2 separate regions of the Mus musculus genome follow, and region 1 is linked to region 2. The links are chromatin contacts, called in public Hi-C maps. All regions are on one chromosome and are shown on one strand. Each heading gives the region's core, a stretch centred on a gene start, on an enhancer-like site or on the middle of the called end of the contact. The rest is flanking DNA. Distances are from core to core; before and after follow the strand shown. Region 1 holds the start of Srpr (signal recognition particle receptor ('docking protein')). Region 2 holds the start of Smarca4 (SWI/SNF related, matrix associated, actin dependent regulator of chromatin, subfamily a, member 4).

Region 1 (5,476 bases), core at 2,652-5,151, about 14 Mb after region 2:
CAAATAAACTTGGCTATCCAGGAATAGGGCAGTGTAGTGAGAAGAAAGCTGAACTGCTTAGCAGAAGATGGCCTCTCACACCAACCCTAGGTGAGCCTGTGAGCAGAAAGGCAGAGCCTGGGCTAGGCCTTGTCCTAGGTATAAGACATAGCAGAGGGAATGAGACTTTGGACTCACGTGTCACCTCTCCCTGGCAGAAAAAGACTCCCATTGACTGGACCTTTCGACGAAGACCCTGGAGCAAAGACCAGGCATCAAACCAACCTTCATCCTCCAACCCTGACATAAAGAAAAAGAAAACTCATGAAGCCCTGGTACCCTCCTTTTCCCACTGTATAACCCCCCCCACACACACACACACACACACTTCTTTAGGGCTTTAGAAGCAGGGAAAGTCATCTTGACCAACTCTACTAGAGTTCAGTCATGCTGAAGGCCAGAGAAGTAGCATGGTTTGGGGCAGACCCTGTTACTCAGGAGGAAAGTGGTCCTCCTTCAGTATGGAGATGGCACACTGAGCCTTCCAACCCAAGGAGCCTTCAATCTCCATCTTCAGGGAAAGAAAGACGTGCTTTGATGGTGAGCCTCACCATAAGACGCCAGAGCTACTCCTTCTACGTTTATCCAGGGAAACTTGGTCTGCAGCTGCTCAGGAGACATCAGGCAGACTTTGGCTCCTTCCTGCCTAAGAGAAATGTGTGCATCTCAGTTAATGTGTTAGGGAGAATATTCTGAGGGGAGAAACATGGACCCTGACTCCAGGAGAGGACGTCCAGTTCACTCAGTTCTGTCTGTCCCAAATGCCCCATTTCTCTTGACTGCTGGATGTGAAGGCTCATTTTTCCTTTTCTACATTCCTCTCTCCCTTCAGTACTCTCAACTCCTTGCCCTACTCTATCTCCTTTCACAAGATGGTGGGGAACCACGCACCACTGCCTCCTGTAAAACACTTTCTTCTCTGCTGCCTAGCACAACCTTGTCCCTCAGAATGAGTGTCTCCTCTAGAACACTAACTGGCCAGGGAATCAGAGTGCCAAGAAACACTCCTATGAGCCAGTGTCTAGTTTAAACTGAGGCTCAATGCCAGCTTTACTAGATCTTGTCCCAGTTTCCCCACATGTAAAATGGGATGTTCTGATTAAATTAATTAATGAGTTAGCATCCGCAGACATTTATCTGGTTTCACTAGTGAGATTCACAGCATATCAGAAGAGAGCCTGTGCATACCATATCACAAAGATGTTCAACCCTTAATTGATGTGAAGCTCAATGTGCTAAGGCCAACCTGCTGCCTACTTTTATTTGTGGACCACACTCAATTATTTCTATGTTTTTTGTCTGTGGCTACTTTTGTGCTATAATGGCAGAGCAGAAAAGTTGAAACAGAGACAAAATGACAAGAAAACCTAAAATATTTACTGTCTGGCCCTTTATAGAATTTGCTGATCCCTAAATTAGGATTCTTGTTAGAAGCCCAGTACCCTGGCCACTCCCTAGAGATTCTGGTTTGTTAGGTTTGGGAGTATCTTACATGGGTGCTAAGTGTCCACGACTGGGCGATAGTCCTCGTCATGGGGCCTTGAAGGTTAAATAGGCCCATTTTTCCTGATAATAAGAGCTACTAATGAGGAGATTCTTATGACTTGACCTTCAGCTTCCCGATTTCTAACTTGGTATAAGAGCTCAGTGAAGTATGTGAAGCCAAGAAGCAGCTCAGGGCAGTGCTGGGCACCCACCTTTGCATTTTCACATTGTTTTCCAAGGTGGCAGCATCCTTTTCTGAAGCTAGCAAGAGACAGCCGGAAGGGTTGAACTGAAGTTCCACAGGAGGAGCATCCACCACAGCCAGGTACTCCTGAGTGCAAAGAAAAAGAGCTGCTCTCCAAGGAGGCTGACAAAAGGGAACCTCCCTGGCCTCACCACAGCTCCAGGAGCAGTGGCCCAGATCAGGACAAACCCTTCTCTAGGCACCAACACTGGAAGACAGTCAAGGATCCCAATATCTTGTTGCCTCAAACACACTCTTCTCCTTGGTTCCCCTTACCAGCTAGGCTACTGATCTCTGGGCTAAAGAAGGGACTCCCACCCCAGCCTTCAAATCTTACTGTACATACATTTATGTTCCGGAGAAAGTTGATTGAAAAGAGTGAGAGCTGGACATTCTCAGGCACGGAAAACTGCTGCCAAATCCCGCCCACAGAAGGCCCTGTGGAGGAAGCCCGTGAATACTGTGAAAAGAAAAACCGACGTAGACTGTCATGATGTAATATATAATGGAATCCTGCAATGGAAGCTGTCAGTTATACATTTAAATGCAAAGGGGAATCATTTTTCAAGGAGCAAGTATGGGTAAATGTTCTGGAGCACGTGTAATCGGAGCACTTGGGAGGCACAGAATGGAAAATGCTGAGTTCAGGGCCAGCTTCAGCCATATATTGAAACCCCATCTCCAAAGAGATTAAACAACAGTAGCAAAGTCTCTTCCCCTTCCCCAACAAAACAATGTTATTGCTGCGGGTCTTTGTTGAGGGAGGAAGAGCCTGGAACTATTTCTTAAGCTCCAAAGTCCAAAGCACAGTCCCTGCCCTCAATGCCACAGTCTGTGTCCTCAATAAGATGACTGCCCTTACTCCCTGACCTCACCGTGTGGTCCTGCTCCACCACCAGCACCCGAATGGCACCTCTTCTACTCTCCAGCTTCTTCAGCCAAAAGGCCACAGACAGACCAAGAATCCCACCTCCTATGATGACCACATCCGCCTGTTCTGGGGGCAGGTGGCTGGTGTCATACAGCACTTCATATTTCTTTCCAGGCAGGATGGAATCAACCTTCTTCTTAAAGTCAGACACCTTTGCATCCCAGTCTGCAGGACATAGTTACAGTTAGATGACTTATGTTCTTTTCTGCGTGGTTGGGGGTTGGAGGATGGGTACAGGAAAAGGGGGGCTGAAATAGGCATTTGGATTGCCACACCTCCAATGTCATCCTTTCTCATAAGATCAACTCATATGCAGCAGTATTGTTAGAACTTTGTTGTTTGGTCTTTGTCCCACCAGGCCCCAATATCATGGATCTCTAACACTGGAAGATTCAACTTCCTGAAATTACTTTCTGTTTCCCCATCAAGCGAGATGTGACTCACATTATTTAGCTCTTGCAGATCTCTCTCCCTCCTGAACCCCATTCTCAGATATGCCAGGCCCAGGGAACGAGTCCCTAGTATACTTCATACTGCACAGCCTTCTAAAGCCGGGCACCTTTGTAATGGTTTCTTATCCTTATCCATCATCGCCAGCAAGCTTCCATTTATATGGCATTGTCCACTGGGAAGTGCCTCCTTGAGAGCCATACACTTGCCTCGGCTCTTTGACCTTTAGTAGGCAAGCCTACCCCTTCCCCCAGCTAACTCGCTGTCCCGCCCGCACGAGGCAGGGGGTCGAACCTTGAAGGTCACATCTATGGAGGGTTTGGGCTCCCCAGAACCACTGCTGCCCTCAGCTTTACCCAGAGTAAAGCCTCCTTTGCGTGTGCGTAGCCCCCGGTATGGGAGGCCCGGGCCCAAGCCAAGACGCAGCGCTCTGCGAAACATGGCCTTAGAGCCCGGCTTCTTTCAGCTTGAGGTGGGTTCCCCTCAAGCCGACTCTGTCCTTCCTGTCATCGGTCCGCGCCACGGGGAATAGACACGAACGCGCCGATTAGCCGGCAGTGCTCTTCAGGCTCCACCCCTCCACGCTATAGGGGAGCTATCGCCTCTGGAGTCCCGCCCCTGTGTGCTATTGGTCAGGCTTGAGTCTACGTCATCTCGCGCGCCCTGAGCGGGAAAGGGGCGGGACCACGGAGGCTCGTAGCGGAAGTGCGGCTGAACCGGTTTCCGGGGGCTGCTGGTGTGACGTGTCCCGCGCTTGGCGCAGCAGGAAGCGGCGGCGGCGGACGCGGCCCGAGTTCCCGGCCCCGGTCTCGGCCTCAAGTCTTCTCCCGCTTCCGTCATGCTTGACTTCTTCACCATCTTCTCGAAGGGCGGGCTTGTGCTCTGGTGTTTCCAGGGCGTGAGCGACTCGTGCACCGGGCCCGTCAACGCGTTGATTCGTTCCGTACTGCTGCAGGTACCACCCCCGCGGGGCAGAACTCCGGGCTGTCGTCCCTCAGACCCAGACTGTGGTCCCCTTTCCAGTAGTCACTCCGCACTTTCCGTTCTGATCTCCTCAAACTGGTCGGTTACCGGCCACCCAGGATCGACTTCCTTGCCTGGATCACAGTATCCCGAAACTTTGCGACGCCCCCCACTCCTCCCGTTTCCGGGGCTCTAGCCACGTTCTGGCGTCCTAATGGACTCGAACTCCCTCTCCACTCATCCGAGCAGCGTGGTTTTCTGCTGTTTTGACGTTGGGTGAAACTGTGGATGCGAGAACACCTTTCAGGAACAGTAGATGGTTCACAGCTGCTAGAAGATCTGATTGTTTATATATGACTGTTTACTTCCTGGCTCCCACGTGTCCTGTCTCCTGTCCCAGCTTTACCCCTTGTCCTTACCTGGTGTCTGTCTGTCTGTCTTTTTTTCTCACGGGGTGCTAGAAATGTCCCAGAACTCCCTTGTTGAGGGCAGGATTATATCTGGTTATTTCCCAAACGTAGTCCAAAGTCTGGTTTTGCTGTGGATGTAGCCTGACTGCTGAAACGCTCTTTTTCCAGGAACGGGGCGGTAACAACTCTTTCACTCATGAGGCTCTCACACTCAAGTATAAACTGGACAACCAGTTTGAGCTGGTGTTTGTGGTAAGTGGGGGTATGTTAGAAAGACAAGTTATGTTCTCAACAGCATCCCCACTGATGAACCTAATTAATTGTGGGTATTGTGTATGTGATAAAGTGATAGAAAAAAGTTAGGAATGTGGAGGGGAGAAAGCAAGCGACTTCTGGGTAAGATTGTAAGCTTGGCTCTCCCGGGGCAGGAAACCTATCTCTGGAGGCTTGGGTTGAGTTGGCTTCCTTCCATTCTGGGCTGGCATGTAAGGAGATCTATTGGCTCCGTCTCCTTCCATAAACAGGTTGGCTTTCAGAAGATCCTCACGCTGACCTATGTAGACAAGTTGATAGATGATGTGCACCGACTGTTCCGGGATAAGTATCGCACAGAGATCCAACAACAGAGTGCTTTAAGTCTATTGAATGGCACATTTGATTTCCAAAATGACTTCCTGCGGCTCCTTCGGTGAGAGGCTTTCCTCCGTTCAAAGGGAAAATTTTCATGATTTAAGAGTGCCTGCCTGTCGGTGGCGCATCAATATTTACATGGGTTCAAACCAGTCACATTTTGTAGCTTGTTTCTTATAGTCCTTTTGATATGTGGGATCTTTTTCTTAAGTCAGAGTTGTCCTCTTGTATGGGTAGAAAGACCAACTAGTCTCTTTTCTCTTTAGTGAAGCAGAGGAGAGCAGTAAGATCCGTGCTCCCACTACCATGAAGAAATTTGAAGAT
Region 2 (5,890 bases), core at 98-2,597:
GAAAATACCATGATAGTTTGCCAGTCTTGGTATCTTGGGTCTGTAACCCTAGCGTTTAAGAGGCAGTAGCAGGCCAGTGATTTAATGGCCTGAAACATTCTTTTTTGTTCTTTGTGGCAGAAAACACCCTTTTGTTTGTTTACTTAGAGAAGGTCTCACTTTGTATCCATGGCTGCCCTGGAACCTCACTATGTAAAAGACCAAGCTGGATTGGTACATGCATGCAGCACTCAGGAAGGAAGATGTCTGAGTTCGAGGCCAGCTTAGTCTAGAGCAAGTGCCAGGACAGCCACGGCTACACAAAGAAAACCCGTCTTAAAAAACTAAAGACAGCCGGGCGTGGTGGCGCACGCCTTTAATCCCAGCACTCGGGAGGCAGAGGCAGGCGGATTTCTTGAGTTCGAGGCCAGTCTGGTCTACAGAGTGAGTTCCAGGACAGCCAGGGCTACACAGAGAAACCCTGTCTCGAAAAACCAAAAAAATAAAAACAAACAAACAAACAAACAAACAAACCATAAAGACACACAACAAAAACAAGTAACACCTTGGTAACAAACTCAAGAGATCCACCTGCCTCTGCCTCCCGAACACTACCAAATATTTTAAAAACTCAACCAGAGGCATGAATCTACAGATTTGGACAGAGTTCTATGCTCCAAGGCTAATGGCTTTCTTGGAAATCAGAAGTTAAATTGTGAATATGGCTGTTTCTACCTCACACTCTGTATTTTACTTATTCATTCGGTTGCCTCCCCACAGACTGTAATAGAGGGCAGCAAGTAGCCGATAGCAGCTCAATAAATATTTGTAAAGCTAATTACTGGGCCTCAGCAGGTTCTGCAGGAAATGTGGCCAGGGCAGAGTCTTGCAGAGCAGGCAGGGCAGCGCCAGAACCAGGATCAAAGCGTTTCCCGGGCCTGCACTTAGCACCGCGTGGGCTCTGCCGGTCCTGGGATAGCTTGGCCATCTCTCCGCTTCTCTTTCCTCCCTGGGTGCTCCAACTGCTCCGAGCCTGAGGACTTTAATTTCATCCTTACTATCTCCCATCTGGACCACCCACCCCCTCCCCCAACCTTTAAGCGTCGCCGCAGTGCTACCCCCACTGCGCATGCCTCCCGGCTTGAGGCCCAGTTTCGTGCCTGGGAGGTAGATGTGCGCTTGCGCAGAGCCGCCCCGAGCCCCCCACAGGGGCGGTGCACCAGGATCTTGTGCAGCCTCTGGGCCCGCCCACCTCCTCGCGCCCTCAAAGGACTAGTACGCGTGCGCACAGCGAATGGCTGAGCATGCGCGCAGAGAGCGGAAGGGTGGGCTGGCGCGCGCACGAGGCCGGCCGGGCAGCGGAAGCAGGGCAAGTGGAGCGGGTAGACAGGGAGGCGGGGGCGCGCGGCGGGCGCGTGCGGTGGGGGGGGGTGGCCTGGCGAAGCCCAGCGGGCGCGCGCGCGAGGCTTTCCCACTCGCTTGGCAGCGGCGGAGACGGCTTCTTTGTTTCCTGAGGAGAAGCGAGACGCCCACTCTGTCCCCGACCCCTCGTGGAGGGTTGGGGGCGGCGCCAGGAAGGTTACGGCGCCGTTACCTCCAGGTAAGGAATGGAGGCTCCCGGGCGGAACCAGGCTCCCGGGGCTTGGGCAAGACGGTTTGAATGAAGCGGAGGCGCCGGGAGGGGGAGGGGGCAGCTGGGCGACCAAAGCGGGGTCGCGGTACGGCGGCGCCTGAGGGTCAAGAAGCCCTGCGCGCGCGTCTCAGGCCGCAGTGCAGCGAGACCGCGGCGGCTTCCTGACTGTGGCCGGCGAGGCGGGTGGCTCTGGGCCGCGTGAAGGCCGCGCGCGCGTTCTCGTAGGGTCTTGGACAAAGCTTCTTCCCTTTGGCGTTTCAGAGATCCAGATCCCCCACTTTAATTTCTGTGGACCCCAACTTTGAACAGTGGCTAGGTGTCGTGGGCTTTTCTGGCCTCGTTTGTAACGGGTGGGATCCCAATGCCCTGTGGTCGGGCGTCGGGAGCAACATTTTTACCTCAGTTATTGATGCCCAGTGTAGCTTGGACACAGTCATGAGCCCTCTTCGGTCTCCAGACCTTACTTTCTTCATGTTTATTATTTTTTTTTTTGATAAATTTCATTATTGCAGATTTTGAAGGAAAAATAAAGAATTTCTTCCATGGCTTCAAAATGTTTGCCTAAAAAGTGAAAGATGCCTGGGGACGTTTGCTCTCGGCGGCATTGTTTTTCTTTTGAGTCCCTTGGCCCTTCCCAGTTTTTAAGATAGGGTTTTTTATTTTAAAACACCGAAGGCAAGTGTTTTGTGCGGGTCCGAAGACATCTACTTGATCCCTTTTACCTCCAGTGACTCCTCAGGAACTAGAAACAAGTTTTTGTTTGAACTGACAGACAGCCTTTGAGTTTGATGCCCAGCGCCGGCTGCTGTCAGCTTGCTGTGTGGCCTTAGGCGAAATCGCTAATCTCGCCAAACCTCTTGGTTTCCTCCTTTGTACAAGGGAATTACTTTCGCTGTTAGGATTGGGAAGAACTAGGCAAATCGTTCCTACATCATCATTATTCTGATTTTGAAGACAGACTCTTATAACCTAGGCTGACATCCAGCTCCTCATGTAGACCAGGCTGGCTTCATCCTCACTTTGCTGCCTCCACCTCCCAAGTGCTGGGATGATGTTCAGCCAGGCTTCCTGCCCTGTTCTTTGTTCTTGACTGGTCCAGCAGATAGTTGAATCTTTTACTTTGTGTTACATGTCTGGTAGGGGAATGGGCAGTAAATATGGGGACGTTTCTCCTTGGCCTGCATGTGTATTAATTCATTAAGAAGTTTTGGGTTTGTTTTGATTCTCCTGGCCCCCTTCTGTTCTCACTGTATAGTCCTGGCTGTCCTAGAACTCTGTTACCGGCTGCCCTCAAATTCACACAGATTGGCCGCCTCTGCCCTCTGAGTACTGGGATTAAACTCTTGCATTAGCAAAGCCCTTAAGGCCACTTATGTTTTATTTTTATTTATTTATTATTTTTTATTTTTTAAGATTTATTTATTATTATATCTAAGTACACTGTAGCTGTCTTCAGACTCTCATTTCGGATAATTGTGAGCCACCATGTGGTTGCTGGGATTTGAACTCAGGACCTTCTAAAAGGCAGTCAGTGCTCTTAACCACTGAGCCATCTCTCCTGCCCTTGTTTTTTTTTTTTTTTAATTAATTCAGTTTTGTTTGTTTTTTGTTTTTCCAGACAGGGTTTCTCTGTATAGCCCTAGCTGTCCTGGAACTCACTCTGTAGACCAAGGTGGCCTTGAACTTAGAAATTTGCCTGCCTCTGCCTCCTGAGTGCTGGGATTAAAGGTGTGTGCCACCATGCCCTGTTTATTTGTTTTTTTGAGACAGGGTCTCTCTGTGCAGCCCTGGCTGTCCTGGAACTTGCTTTATAGACCAGGCTGACTTCTAGCTGAACTCAGAGCTGCCTGCCTCTGCCTGGGATTCACACTGAGCCACCAGTGCCAAGCAGTTTAAAGCATTACAATTCCTTATTTATTTGTGTGTGGAGGTCAGAGAGACTTTGCCGGGGTCATTTCTCCCCTCCTTCATGTGGTTTCCCGAGATTGAACTCAGGTAGTCAGTTTTCAGTGCAAGTTACCTGTTGAGTCATTTCTCCTTTCCCTAAGTCTTAAGTGTGTTGAATTTTTGAGGTGTTGATCAAAGTTGATCCTGTACATGCTAGGGAAGTAAGTGTCCTTCCACCAAGCTAGTATCCTGCAAGCATTGTTTTGATTTTGCTATTTTTTTATTAATGTGGGTTTTTTGTTGTTGTTTGTTGTTTTGGGTGTTGTTAAGCTTGGAATCCATGGCACTGTGCATGGTAGACATGTATTGTATGTATGTATGTATGTATGTATGCATCTCTCTAACCCTTTGGCCTGCCGTTTAAGCCTCATACCCTATCTTGTGAAGGGACAGAGTGGTTGCCCAAGGGAGCAGTGGTGGGCATGTCTAGAAGGTTGCATGAAGGAGGAATCTTCATTCAAAATTAGGGAAGATGTGTCTCCCCTGGCCCCATAGCTGGGAGTGGAGCGATGTCATCACAGCTGCTGCTCTGTCTGTCTCCAGCAGGCAATAATGGGACAGGAGAGGGGTGGTCCTTGGGAGGGATGAACTTGGGGATTGGTACAAGATCCAAAGCAATAAATATTTGTTGCCGCTGCTTGGCTTTGAACTTTCCAGGCCATTGCTCTTCTAGCCCCAGATGTCACTGCTTTGAAAGTGATGAAGTCACTGGTGAAGTCTGGGGGTCCTGGTTTGGTGGTTTGTTTGTGAGTGGGTGTGAAAAGTGTTAGTTCTTTTTTTGAACTTAAAAAATTGTATTTTTTTTTTTTTTTAAAGATTTATGTATTTTATGTGAGTACACTGTAGCTGTCTTCAGACACACCAGAAGAGGACATTGGATCCCATTACAGATGGTTGTGAACCACCATGTGGTTGCTGGGATTTGAACTCAGGACCTCTGGAAGAGCAGTCAGTGCTCTTAACCACTGACCCATCTCTCAAGCCCCTTGTATTTGTTTAATTGTGTGTGATATATGGAGGTCAGAGGACAACTTTTAGGAGTGGGTTTTATACCACATGAGTCCTGGGGATTGAATTGCAGGTCATATTATTGGCAGCAAATGCTTTTACCTGCTGATCCTTCTTGCTGTCAAGGGTGCGAGTTCTTCAGGGTTCTCTAGTTCTTATGCAGCCCCTGAGTCCTGGCACTCACCTGTGAAACCGGGACCACTGGGATGTCACTGTACCTGGTGATAGGCTTGAATGAAATGACATGCAAATCTGCTAACTGTAGCAAACACCATTTGTTTTTTTGTTTTTTGTTTTTTGTTTTCGAGATTGAGATAAGACTTCTCTGTATAGCCCAGGCTGCCTCCATCTTCCTGCCTCTGCCTCTAGAGTTCTGGGATCAAAGGTGTGAGCCACCAATGCCTGGCATGGGTATTATTTGTTTTGTTTTGTTTTTTTAAAAAGATTTATTTATTATTATATGTAAGTACACTGTAGCTGTCTTCAGACACACCAGAAGAGGGCATCATATCTTATTATGGATGGTTCTGAGCCACCATGTGGTTGCTGGGATTTGAACTCGGGACCTTCTGAAGAGCAGTCAGTGCTCTTAACCGCTGAACCATCTTGCTAGCCCTTGGATAATATTTGTTAAAGTTAATATTCTGGTTTCATTTCTTTCTTTTTTTTGGGGGGGGGAAGGGTTCGAGACAGGGTTTCTCAGTATAGCCCTGGCTGTCCTGGAACTCACTTTGTAGACCAGGCTGGCCTCGAACTCAGAAATCCGTCTGCTTCTGCCTCCCAAGTGCTGGGACTAAAGGCATGCGCCACCACGCCTGGCCTCTGGTTTCATTTCTATTAATTCTTTTTTGTGGTGCTGGGAACAACCTAGAGTTTACTTATGATAGGTATGGTTGTTTGAATGAGAATAGCCCTCATAGGTTCATGTATTTGAAAGCCTGGCAGAACTGGTTTTGGGAAGGATTAGATATGTGTCTTTGTTGGAGGAGGTGTTTCAATGGGGGTGAGATTGAGAGTCAAAAGCCCATGTCAGGCCCAGTCTCTCTCTGCTGCCTCCCTGTATATCAAATGTGATTTCTCAACCGCTGCTACAGGATCATGCCTGCCTGTTGCCACACGCTCCCCTCTGTGATGGTCATAGACTCAGCCTCGGAAACTATAAGCAGGAGCCCAAATAAATTTAATCTTGGATATGGTGTCTTCACAGCAGTAGGAAAGTGCTTTGCCGTTAGGCTATACTTTCTTTGTTATTTTTTGTGGTAGATTATGGGTACTGGGAACTGAACTTGGGTCCTTTGCAAGAGCAGCAGTGCTCTTAACCTC

What was found. Hi-C and Micro-C count contacts between places; a contact is called where the count stands out from the background.
Region 1: a contact with region 2 is called in a Hi-C map of B cells, with 5 read pairs. The contact joins the promoter of Srpr here to the promoter of Smarca4 in region 2. A contact is called at or near these places in 1 of 39 promoter capture datasets (cranial neural crest) and 1 of 484 Hi-C or Micro-C datasets (B cells).

Annotation. Positions count from the first base shown.
Region 1 is chr9:35,207,302-35,212,777 of GRCm38.p6, forward strand. Srpr (signal recognition particle receptor ('docking protein')) reads left to right here and starts at 3,902. Exons shown (of 14, transcript NM_026130.1): 1 at 3,902-4,104; 2 at 4,691-4,774; 3 at 5,047-5,210; 4 at 5,419-5,476. The coding sequence starts at 3,988. It overlaps Foxred1 (FAD-dependent oxidoreductase domain containing 1), which reads right to left and starts at 3,754. Exons shown (of 11, transcript NM_001291448.1): 1 at 3,506-3,754; 2 at 2,644-2,864; 3 at 2,115-2,228; 4 at 1,737-1,855; 5 at 591-685; 6 at 178-279. The coding sequence starts at 3,590.
Region 2 is chr9:21,614,822-21,620,711 of GRCm38.p6, forward strand. Smarca4 (SWI/SNF related, matrix associated, actin dependent regulator of chromatin, subfamily a, member 4) reads left to right here and starts at 1,348. Exons shown (of 34, transcript NM_001174078.1): 1 at 1,348-1,579.